Linked DNA regions of Mus musculus: region 1 is linked to region 2. A link is a contact called in public HiChIP or PLAC-seq data. All regions are on one chromosome and are shown on one strand. The core of a region is the stretch at or near the end of the contact, and the rest is flanking DNA. Distances in the headings are between cores, read along the strand shown. Region 1 has its middle 11 kb from the start of Osbpl10. Region 2 holds the start of Cmtm8 (CKLF-like MARVEL transmembrane domain containing 8).

Region 1 (5,750 bases), core at 585-3,084, 120 kb after region 2:
TGGGCAGTGAGCACACACTACAAGGGACGTATGCATTCTCCTTCTGTAGGTAACTCTGGTACTTCTTAAAACATTCCCTCCTCCTCCTCTTCCTCCTCTTTTTCCTCCTCCTCCTCTTGTTCCTCTTCCTCCTCATCTTCCTCCTCCTCTTCTTCCTCCTTGCCACCTTCTACTTCCTCTTCCTCCTCTTCATCATCAATCATCGTCGTCATCATCATCATGTGTGTATAGTTCAAGTTCAGAGGGGAAAAAACCTTTCAGGAGTGGCTTCTCTCTTTCTACTGTGTATCTGGGCATCCAGTCATTAGGCTTATAAAGCAAACAATTTTACCTGTTCAGCAGCCCATCCCCCAACACATAGTTTTTAATACAGTCTCAGGCTGACCTTTAACCCAAAGAAATCGCCTGTCTCTGCCTTCCAGTTGCTGAGATTACAAATACCCATTGCCATGTTAGGACGGTATAACCTAAAAAAAAAAGTGTGTTTATATTTATGTGTTGTGTGTGTGTGTGTCATGTGTGTGCCCAAGGAGACCAGACAAGGGCTTTGGATCTCCTGGAGCTGGGATGACAGGTATATCACATGATTGCCTGGCATCCAAAGAGGTCAGAGGAGAATGTGAATCCCCTGGAGCTGGAGTTTGGGCAGAAGTGAGCCACCCTGTGGCTGCTGGGAATGGAATCCAGGTTCTCGACAAGAGCCACACCTACTCTTTTTTTTTTTTTTTTTTTGGTTTTCGAGACAGTGTTTCTCTGTGTAGCCCTGGCTGTCCTGGAACTCACTCTGTAGACCAGGCTAGCCTCAAACTCAGAAATCTGCCTGTCTCTGCATCTGCCTCCCAAGTGCTGGGATTAAAGGCGTTCGCCACCATGCCCGGCAATAAGTACATTGTAGCTGTCTTCAGTCACACCAGAAGAGGGCATCGGATCCCCATTACAGATGGTTGTGAGCCACCATGTGGTTGCTGGGATTTGAACTCAGGACCTTCGGAAGAACAAGTCAGTGCTCTTACCCACTGAGCCATCTTGCCAGCCCCTCCCACCTTTAAGATTTATTTATTTCATGTATGTGAGTACACTGTTGCTGTCTTCAGACACACCAGAAGAGGGCATCGGATCCCCACTACAGATGGTTGTGAGCCACCATGTGGTTGCTGGGAATCGAACTCAGGACCTCTGGAAGAGCAGTCAGTGTTCTTAACCGCCTAGCCATTTCTCCAGTACCAGGTGCAGGATTCTTAAGACCAGAGTGGCCCATGGCTACACTGTGAGGGATTGTCTTGATTGGTGATTGACTTGAGAGGTAAGTCTATTCCTAAGACTGTGTAAGGAAGCCATTTGAGCATGAACCTGTGGCCGACCTAGCAATCAGCATTCCTCCATGGGTTCTGCTTTGAGTTTCCTCGATGATGAACTGTGACCTGGAAGTGAATGCTGAAATAAACCTTTGTTCCTTCGGGGTTGCTTTTGGTCGTGGATTTCCTCACAGCAACAGAAAGGAAACTAAAACACCCCCTGTTACCCGCTCATCCATCTAGCCATTCTCCGTCCATCCATCCATTCACATCCCCTCACCTACCAATCCCTACACACCATTTGTCTGTCTGTCCATCCAGCTGTCTCTCCATCCATCTCTTCATCTACCAACCATCACTCCATCTGCCCATCCCTCTGTCCTCCAGCGTGGAAAACCTATTTTCCTGACATGAAGGCACACGGGGCATCTGACCCCATATATTTTCTATGTTAAAAAAAATGAAGGCTGCAGTCTGGGAGGGGCCGGAAGAAAGACACCCAAGCATCCGCCCTGCCACATGGCGGGCACCATGTGATGCGCGCATATGTGACAGAGATTTGGGAGAAAAGGTGGAGCTGAATGTTTTAAGGTGGAGCTGAATGTTTTAAGGTGGAGCTGAATGTTTTAAGGTGGAGCTGAATGTTTTAAGGTGGAACTGAATGTTTTAAGGTGGAACTGAATGTTTTAAGGTGGAGCTGAATGTTTTAAGGTGGAGCTGAATGTTTTAAGGTGGAGCTGAATGTTTTAAGGTGGAACTGAATGTTTTAAGGTGGAACTGAATGTTTTAAGGTGGAACTGAATGTTTTAAGGTGGAACTGAATGTTTTAAGGTGGAGCTGAATGTTTTAAGGTGGAACTGAATGTTTTAAGGTGGAACTGGAGATGCGATGGTGGCGAGGAAGAGGTATACATGAGAAGCCTGCACAACCATTACATGAGGCCATGGTGATGTCTGGGCCCGAGGTCCCACCACAGTGGGGTTTGTACTGATGTCTGCGGCTCCATTTGCCACTGAAGGCCATCTGGATGTCAGTGGTCTGGGCTGCTGCCTGAGACCATGTTGATGGCTGGAGGCTGTACTGATGTGTGTGTGTGTGTGTGTGTGTGTGTGGTCATCTGAGGTCATCGTGAAGTCCTGGTCTGGGCGGCTGCTGAGGGCCATGTCTGGAGTCAGTGTCGATGTCTGTGGCCTGAGTGGATGTCCATGGTCTGGGCTGCCACCTGAGGCCATGGTGACATCTGGGCCCATGCTGCCTCCAGGGACCATGTCTGGGTCTGTGATCCTATGGCTGCCAGGGTCTGTGTTGATTATTGAGACCTGTGTTACCACCAAAGGCCATGTGGCTATCCATGGTATGTGCTGCTTCCTGAACCATGTTGATGTCCAAGCACTGTGCAGAGCCGGCCCCACACTTTGTCTGCTGTAGGGGAGCTAGCCCTACTCCTCACTTGGGCAGTGTGAGAGAGCTGCCTATGATGGCATGGGCGAGCCCAGATGGAGTGAGTGCTGGAGAGCTGACCCCACCTCTTGCCAGCTGTGGCACTCAGGGAGAGCTGGCCCCATCCCTCACCGGCTGCAGCAATCAGGAAAGCCACCCCCTGCACCTTGCCTGGGCAGCATAGTAGAACTGGCCCTGGTGGCAGGGGTTGGACAGGGGTGGCTGGCCACAAGTGAACTGGGCCCTTGTGAGCTTGGGAGACCTAGTGTCTGTTGAACAGTGGCATGGGGCCTAGGAGGGAATCCACCCCTCTCCCTCCCTCCCACAGCAGGCGGGAGAGCCAACCCTGGTGGCATGGTGCAGGAGATCTGGTAGGCTGACACACTCAGCTTCCACTCAGACCTAGATCCAGGGCTCTGAGTTGGCCTACCCCAACGTTTGCCGATCTATGAACTGCAGGACCACATGAAGTGGTGGGTCCTGCAGACGCAAACCTGAAAGTTCTCTGTGACACAGGGCAACAACAGGATATCCAGAGGAGTCCCAGCGAGGGTCAATACTGATCTGTAGCAGAAGCCAGGGGACTTGAACCAGACCAGTGGCTCACTGCAATGAGGATTTGCAAGTAAAGCTGTTGGGGCAAAAGTATGACAAGCTGTGACATACTATAGCTTCCATGACAAGGGGTTGTTTTTGTTGTGGTTGTTTTTGTTGTTATCGTTTTGTTTTCCTTGTTTTTTTTTGTTTTGGGGAGATTGCTGAGGCAGAGAGCAGATACGAAAGGGTGGGAGATGGGTGGGATTGGGGTGCCTGGTGTGACATTCATAAAGTATCAACAAAAAGTTAAAAAAAAATTAATTGAGCTGGGTGGTGGTTGTGGCACAGGCTTTTAATCCCAGAAATCGGGAGGCAGAGGCAGGAAGATCTCTCTGAGTTCAAAGCCAGCCTGGTCTACAGAACTAGCTCTATGCTGGTCAGGGTTACACAAAGAAACTCTGTCTCAGAAAGCCAAAGCAACCTAAACAAAACAAAACAAACAAACAAAACAAAAAAAACCCAAACCTAATTAATGGTTCTGGTTGTTAGGAGTTTTAGGGACAGAAGGATGGCCTTGCATGTGCTGGGCCAGCACTCTGCTGCTGTACTATGGACCCCAGCTCCAGTCTGAGCTTTGACAAAAGCATGGGGCCCTTGTCACTAAGTCCACAATGAAGACAGGACCATTCACTGCCCAGACATCTCCGAAAGTCTTCTCTGCAGCTCCTCTCCGTGTCAAGCCCTTGCTCGACACAGGTGCGTGGCAACCTCCAATGTACAGTCACTGGCTCTGCCTTCTCCAGAGCATCCCGGGCACGAAGCCTCCCCTGTGAGGTTGGGTTATCAGTGATTTTCTGTTTTTGCAGCCAGACGAATGTTTCCCAATTTGTTTCCCCCTCATTTCTTCTTAAAAGTTTTTTGGGTGTTTATACATTAAAAAAAAAATCACGTTCTGCTGGGCAGTGGCGGCAGTGACCACAACTTTGATCACAGTGCTTGGGAGGCAAAGGGCAGAGGGCAGAGGGCAGAGGCAGGTGGATCTCTATGAGTTTGAGGTCTGCTTGCTCTACAGAGCTAGTTCTAGGATGGCCAGGGCTACACAAAGAAACCCTATCTCTAGACCACCACCACCACCACCACCACCACCACCACCACCACCACCACAAACAACAACAAAAATGATATTTTATTGATTTAGTGTGTATGTGCCTCTTAGTAATTTTTTAATCATTCTCTCTTCTCCTTCCATCTGTCCCTCTCTCCCTCCTCCCCTCCCACCTCCTTCCCTCCCTCCTCCCCTCCCCTGCCAGGATCTCTCCTGTCTCAGGCTGGCTTGGAACTTGCTGTGTAGCTGAGAATGACCTTGAACTCTGCACCCTCCTGCCTCCCTGTCTTAGGTGCTGGGACTGCAGGTGTGCACCACTGGGCCCAGCTTTATGTGGTGGTTCGGATGGAACCAGGCAAGCACTTTACAATTTGAGCCACATCCTCAATCCTGTAGTAATATTTTATAGCAACGATAAACTCTGTTATGAAACAAATGGAAGACAGAAACTCCATTAAATTGCATTTGCACGGCTGTCAAAGATCAATTGCTGAGCCGGCGAGGTGGCTTAGTGGTAAAGAACATTCTCCATGCAACCATGAGGACTGAGTTCAGACCGTAGAGCCTGTGGAAGCAGCTGGGTATGGTCCCAGACATACCTGTCATCTCAGTTCTCCTGGAACTGGACACCAGAGCATCCGTGGGGTTGCCTGGCTGCCAGCCTGGCTCCAGCTTCCGGGCAAGACCTCAGCTCAAAGCACCAAGAAGGAAAGTGATAGATCAGGGCACTCGTTGGGCACCTGCTTCAGCCTCTGCCTGCACGCAGAAGCATGCGCAGCCTGGTATACTCATGGGCACGCACCCCACCCCCACACAGAGAATTATAAAAGGAGTTTCCAAAGCCAAGATCAATTGCTAAGCTAGCTGTAGGAGCTTAAGCCATCTAGTGAAGGGGCTGAAGTAGGAGATGGGACATTCAAGACCTGCCTGGGGAACTTAGGTAGACCCTATCTCAACACCACCACCACCACCACCTCCAACCCTCCCCTGCCACCACACTATAAAAGGGGCAGGGACGAGATGTAGCTCAGTGAAAATCACTTGCCCCCGGCATCTGTGAGGCTCTGGGTTCTACACTCAGTAGCAGAGACTGTGAGGAGCCGCCCTCACATTTGCCATTATAAGATGGCACTGACAGCTGTGTTCTAAGTGGTAAACATAGTCTGCACACATGCAGGGGCAGTTTTCCCACCATGTGTTCTGCCTTTCCCGTGATGACAACTGGGCCGATGGGCTGCAGCCAATCAGGGAGTAATACGTCCTAGGTGGAGGATAATTCTCCTTAAAAAGGGATGGGGTTTCGCCATTTGCTTGCTTGCTCTCTTGCACTCTGGCTCCTGAAGATGTAAGCAATAAAGCTTTGCCGCAGAAGA
Region 2 (5,809 bases), core at 521-3,020:
AGCCAGCCAACTCCCTCACTCACACAGCAAATATTTGTTGAGCTCTTTAACGCCAGGCCAGGCCTTGCACTGTGACTGTAATACTTAGGGCTATTTAATAGGGCTGCAAATACCCTTGGGGCTGCCTGGGCCAACCATTTTGGAGATGAGCTAAGCTAACACTTTCCCAACTTTCCGTGGAAGCTGATTGGGTGGGTCTGGGGTGGATCTGCGCCTTGAGTCAGCAAGCTCCCGGGATCCACACAGGGGCTGCTGAAGGTTTCTCAGAGGGTCCATGCACACTCAACCACTGTACAACACGATCTCCGCCCCCATTCTCTAGCTTTCCTATGGGCTGGATTTCAGTTTCACAAATGCTTCCTTGGGTCTGAGATGCAACAGAAGGGGGACTCCTATTTAGACTGTGGGAGTCGACGCTCCTTAGCAGGTAGGAGCAGGGAGCAAGAAAAGGGCAGACATAGGTTTGAATCTCAGCTCTGCCAACAAGTGTAAACTTCCGTCCAGTCTCTGACTCAGTTTCCTCGCGTGTAAAATAAGCTTACTTGCAACCACCTTCAAGGGAGAGCGCATCAGGGCCTACACAAACTTAGAAGCTCCTCCAGGACTGACACCCTGGTAGAGGGCGAGGACAATAGATAGTGGCCTCCACCAGTAGTCAACAGAACTCCAGGCGGAAGGCCTGGCTTCCCAGGAACAGCACGTACAAGTCCTGCCTCCCTCCCGGGCACTTGCCCAGCCCCCACCAGGATGTGCTCAGTCCGTACAGCGGCCCTCAAGGGCTTAAAGAGGTTGAGATTCTCAGATTTATTCAGGGAAATGTTCTTGATTCATCTGTATTTGACCACAGGAAGTTAATTACTCAGAAGTTCTCTCCTTTATAACTTTTAATAGGAAAACTTTTAAAACTGGGGGTGCGGCTCAGCGATAGAGCATCCGACTGGCACGTGAAGCTCTGAGTTCCAGACCAGCACTTTGGAAGGGTCAGTTTGATAACAAACAAACAAACAAACAAACAAAAACGTTGTTTTTTAGGGACCCCTGCACGTGGAGATCAGGTGAGGTAGGCCCTAAGTATTCCAGACACCCATTATCTATAAACGCCCACCAAAGTATCCGGCTCCCGGGAAAGACCACCATCCTTCGAATGAAAACAGCAAGCTGTGAGTTACCTCCCACAGCAGACATCCTGAGGGTCACAACCCTGGTTCCCAAGGGAGCCTCAGGTGAAAGAACCTGAATGTGAGTTTTGCACTTTACAAAGAAGTCGAAGCTCAAGAGTGTTCCCGGAGCCCGCGGGAAGACCGGAGCCAGCTCGGTGGGCGGAGCTGGAGGCGCGCGAGCTAGCCGAGTCCACCTGCCTCCCTCCGCCCGGCCCAGCCCGGCCCGGCCCGACACTTACGATCTCGGCTACGATCAGGAGCCCCGGCGGGGTACGGAGGAACTCTCGGTCGTAAGCGAAGCTGCTGCTGGTGGTGGAGAAGTTCTCCGCAAAGGAGCTGGTAGTGGTGGTGACCGTGTGCGAGCGCGCGCGCTGCTGCTCTTCCATCGTCGCCCCGGGAGCTGGCCCGGGTCCCCGAGGACCCTACCCCCACCCAATGAGTTCCCTGGGCTCAGGATCGCGGGCCAGGGAATCGCGGATGATGGGAGGCGGGCAAACCCGGGTGATCTCCAGGGTCAGGTCCGCAAGTGTCCCAACACCTCGGCGAGCGCACTCTGGGTCTGCTCGGAGACCCGGGAACGGGATCGCTGGCGACCGGTGGCAGTGGACTGCGGGGGAGGGGAGAGAAGAGGAGGGGCGTAGACTGGGCGGGTGAGGGCGGGCACTCCAGGACCTCCCCTCGGGGGCGCCGCCGCGCGGCCACAGCACCTGTCTCCCAGGGACTGAGAGCTCTCGGGGGTGCAGGGACGCGTACCGGATCGCTAAGGGTGAGCGGCACCTCCTGGTCACACTCCTTCTAGCTCGAGCCACAATTAGGCTCCGCCCACCTAGGGCCACCAGACTTGGACCAGCTTCCTCCCACCTGGCTGGACTAGCAGCAGGGCCTCTTAAGGAAACTCAGGCCTCTAGGGACGTGGCCGCTCCAGGACTACAGGCGGTTGGGGGAGGGAGGCTAGAATTGTGACCTAACCAGACCTTAAACCAGGGATCGATGTGAGGCCGCTTGGACAGCCCTCACCCACTCCGCTGCAGCCGTCACCAAAGCCGGCGCTGTTTCCTGCCCCTCCTGTCCGGAACAATTTGAGGAACCAACTTAATCGCCGGGGAGTGAGAGCGAGAGGCTTCTAGGCGCTCTCCACAACTTTGGCGGAGACTAGCTGGATTGTGGAGAGGAAGATGGAAAGTGGGGGAGATGTTCGGGATTCCTGGTCAAGATGTATCAATATGACAGATCTCATTAGCTTTGGGGGGGGGGGGGCTTGTTTCAAACTTGAATGGAACCGTCTGTGCAAAGTGATGTTTATGACAAGCTAGTTGTGCTTCCCGGGGTCAGGGAGGAGGGGTGGACATCTCCTTGCGTGGGCAGCTGTGTGCCAGTCAGGTGAGTGCTGCGCAGAACCCTGGGTACTTGTGTAATTAGCATGAAGTTATTGGTTCTGCTTTACTGGACCTCAGTGCTACCACCCGTGTTTCAAGACGGACTTTGATGGACGATGGACATTTGGCTAAAATGATCTGCTTCCATGTGCCTGTCCTCCTCTTGTTTTGTGAAGAGTGACAAGAGACAATTCATCTGAACCCACCAAGTGGGCTTTGATTCGAAGTGAAGGCATATCAGATTTTAAAAGTTGTCAGAAAGTGTATCCTATTGGTGGATCCGAAAAGAAAGCACAAAGAACAAGCTAATAGAAGGAGTTAGTTTATGGGAGATGGTGGCTCACACATTTAATCCTAGCACTCAGGAGGCAGAGGCAGGCAGATCTCTGAGTTCCAGACCAGCCTGGTCTACAGAGTGAGTTCGAAGACAGCCAGAGATACACAGAGAAACCCTGATTTGAAAAAACAAACAAACAAACAAACAAACAAAAACATCTTTTTAACCTGGGTGGTGGTGTTGCAAGCCTTTAATCCTAGCCTGGAGAGGTAGAGGTTTGAGGCCAGCCTGGTCTACAGAGTGAGTTCCAGGACAGCCAGAGATACACAGAGAAACCCTGTCTTGGGGGTGGGGTGGGGGCGGGGAGAGTTTAAACCTGGGTCCTCCCTAGGAAAACTCTAGGGTAAAGTGTTTCAAGAATATGCCAACAGTTTCAGTGTGGTGGCTCATACTGATAATTTCATCACTGGGGGAGCTGAGGCAGGAGGATAGAGTTCAAAGCTAGCCTAAAGTTACAGGGTAAGGGGCTGGTGAGATGGCTCAGTGGTTAAGAGCGCCGACTGCTCTTCTGAGGGTCCCGAGTTCAAATCCCAGCAGCCACATGGTGGCTCACAACCATCCATAACTAAATCTGATGCCCTCTTCTGGAGTGTCTTCAGACAGCTACAGTATACTTACCTATAATAATAAATAAATCTTAAAAAAAAAAAGTAAAGTTACAGGGTGAGACCCTGTCTGAAATAATAGTCTGTGCTACATAGTGAGCTCAGCCTAGATACAGAAACCCTATCTAGAAATACATAGTTCAAGGTCATATTGGGATCCATAGAGGGTTTGAGGCCAGGCTGGGCTACATAGTGAGACCCAGTCTCTCCTCCCACCACCAATGAAAAAAAAATTTTTTTCCTTGAGGTAGGCACCTGCCACCCATGATAACAAGTAGTTCTGGGATTAAAGGCATAGACCACTACTTCTTTCTTTCTTTCTTTCTTTCTTTCTTTCTTTCTTTCTTTCTTTCTTTCTTTCTTTCTTTCTTTCTGTTTCATGTGCATGGTAGTGTCTGATCCCCTGGAACTGCGGTTACAGACCTTGTGGGCTGCAGTTTGGGTGCTGGAAATTAAACTCACATCCTCTGAAAGAGTAGTCAGTGTTCTTAACCACTGAGCCACCTTTCCAGCTTCCGGAATTCAAGTTTTAGACCCCACTGTAGACCAAACCACTGAGGACAGAGCTAGGAAGCTGTATGGGAATGAGCCTCCAAAAACCAAGTGCTCAGAGAAATTGCTCAAGTGGCTGGAAGTGAGAGACAGGGGAGTCTGGAGGAGCCTAAGGCAACACATACCCAATACTGAAGACTTGAAGTCTCAGCGATTCTACTCATAATACAAAGGACACTCCCTTTCTGAGACCCCTGGGGCAGGATGGTTTTCAGGAGTCTGGCTTTTCTTTACTTTGGGAAGGTACACTAAGTGACTGGAGAGATGACCCAGGCACTAAGAGCGACACTGCTTTTACTGAAGAGCGGAGTTGGGTTCCCAGCACCCATGTCAAGCAGTTCATGACCACCTGCAGCTCTAACTCCAGCGGATCCAACGCCCTCTTCTGGATTCCTCAGGCACCTGCACCTCACATTCACTCAACAAAGACACAGATGTGTACATAAAGATAAATCTTTAAAAAGTAAAATAAGTATATATGCCATTTTCTTTGTGTGTGTGCACACATGTGGGGCATGAGTGTGTGTGCATATATGTGTGTGGGGGTGAATGTGTGTAGGGGGTGAGTGTGTGGGAGTGAGTGCGTGTGTAAAGGCCAGAGGAAGACATTCAGTGTTGTATTCTGTCACTGTGTCAGGGTCTGCCACTGATCTTGGAGCTAGGCCGGCATCCAGCAAACCCCAGTGGCCCTCCTGTATCCACCTCTGATGGCTCTGGAGTTAAAGACAAGTTTGTGATCAGACCTGGCTTTTTATATGAATGCTGGGGGTTTGAACTCATGACCTCAGGCTTATGCAGCAAGTTCTCTTCTCCACTGCCCACCTCCCCAGCTCCAACAGATGCACATACAGTGTATGATTCTGTGCAAGGTCCCAGTCAATTGTACTAATTTTCTGTAGTGGGACTATGTTTGTGTTGGATTATCTATCACAGTACTACAATGATTCTGAACACCAACAGCTTCAAATCACCATTTTATTTGCCCAGGAAACTGTTGACTATGAATTGCAGCTAGGCTTGGCAGGCAGGAGTTGGAGGCATGCTCACATCTGGGAACTGGCCGGACTAGGTAATTGAGAAGGTATCCCTCCCATAGACGCTACACTCACTGGGCTTGCTTTTCCACGAAGCTGGACTCTCTTGCAGCATGGTGGGCTCTGCAGCTGCTGGCTACTAAGAGGGGCAAAAGAGATACATTAGTTATTTTTCTTGTTGCTTCAAGTCCCTGACAATGGCAACTTAAAGAAGGAAGGGCTCACTGGGGTTCACAGTTTGAGAAGGATACAGTAGCCATAACTGGAGAGGTCTGTTGTCAGGAACATGTTGCAGCTGGCCATACTTATCCACAGTCAGGAAGCCGAGAGAGGAGTGTGTGTGTGTGTGTGTGTGTGTGTGTGTGTGTGTGTGATACTCAGTTGGCTTTTTCCATCTCATGTCCAAGTGTCCATGGTACTGTCCCACCCATATTCACAGGGAGAGTTTTCTCAGTTTCGTTAAACTTTCCCGGAGACTCTTCCTCAGACACACCCAGAGGTGTGCCTCCTAGGTGATTCTAAATCCAATAAAGTTAACCTGAAGATGAACTATCACAAGCAGGGACCTCAGGCCCAGACCCTCAAGGTACATAGCATCTTCAAAACAAAACACACAGACAACAGATTCCACTGGTAAAGGCCAGCCAGATTTGAACAAGAAAAACAGACATCGTCTTTGCATGGAAGGAGCCTCACAGAATTATGCTCATCTCCTAACCTACCAAGGAGACAAACCAAGGTAATA

The links. HiChIP or PLAC-seq counts read pairs in DNA pulled down with a chosen protein or histone mark.
Region 1: an H3K4me3 HiChIP or PLAC-seq map of embryonic stem cells shows a contact between it and region 2, with 15 read pairs. The contact joins the enhancer-like site here to the promoter of Cmtm8 in region 2. A contact is called at or near these places in 2 of 39 promoter capture datasets (embryonic stem cells and hematopoietic stem and progenitor cells), 1 of 484 Hi-C or Micro-C datasets (extraembryonic endoderm stem cells), 5 of 115 datasets of contacts at active chromatin or transcription factors (embryonic stem cells, pancreatic cancer cells and stem cell-derived neural progenitor cells) and 3 of 9 other capture datasets (adipose tissue, liver and pancreatic islet).

The regions. Positions count from the first base shown.
Region 1 is chr9:114,964,662-114,970,411 of GRCm38.p6, forward strand. No RefSeq gene overlaps it. Among named protein-coding and RNA genes, the nearest start is that of Osbpl10, 11 kb to the right of the region's middle. Within about 2 kb of position 1,835, at least 6 of the 459 cell types and tissues checked have an H3K27ac peak or open chromatin away from gene starts, as enhancers often do. A contact at or near this core is called in embryonic stem cells, where this site is marked.
Region 2 is chr9:114,842,382-114,848,190 of GRCm38.p6, forward strand. Cmtm8 (CKLF-like MARVEL transmembrane domain containing 8) reads right to left here and starts at 1,771. Exons shown (of 4, transcript NM_027294.2): 1 at 1,400-1,771. The coding sequence starts at 1,546. It overlaps Gm30448 (a long non-coding RNA gene), which reads right to left. Exons shown (of 3, transcript XR_379920.3): 3 at 4,998-5,203.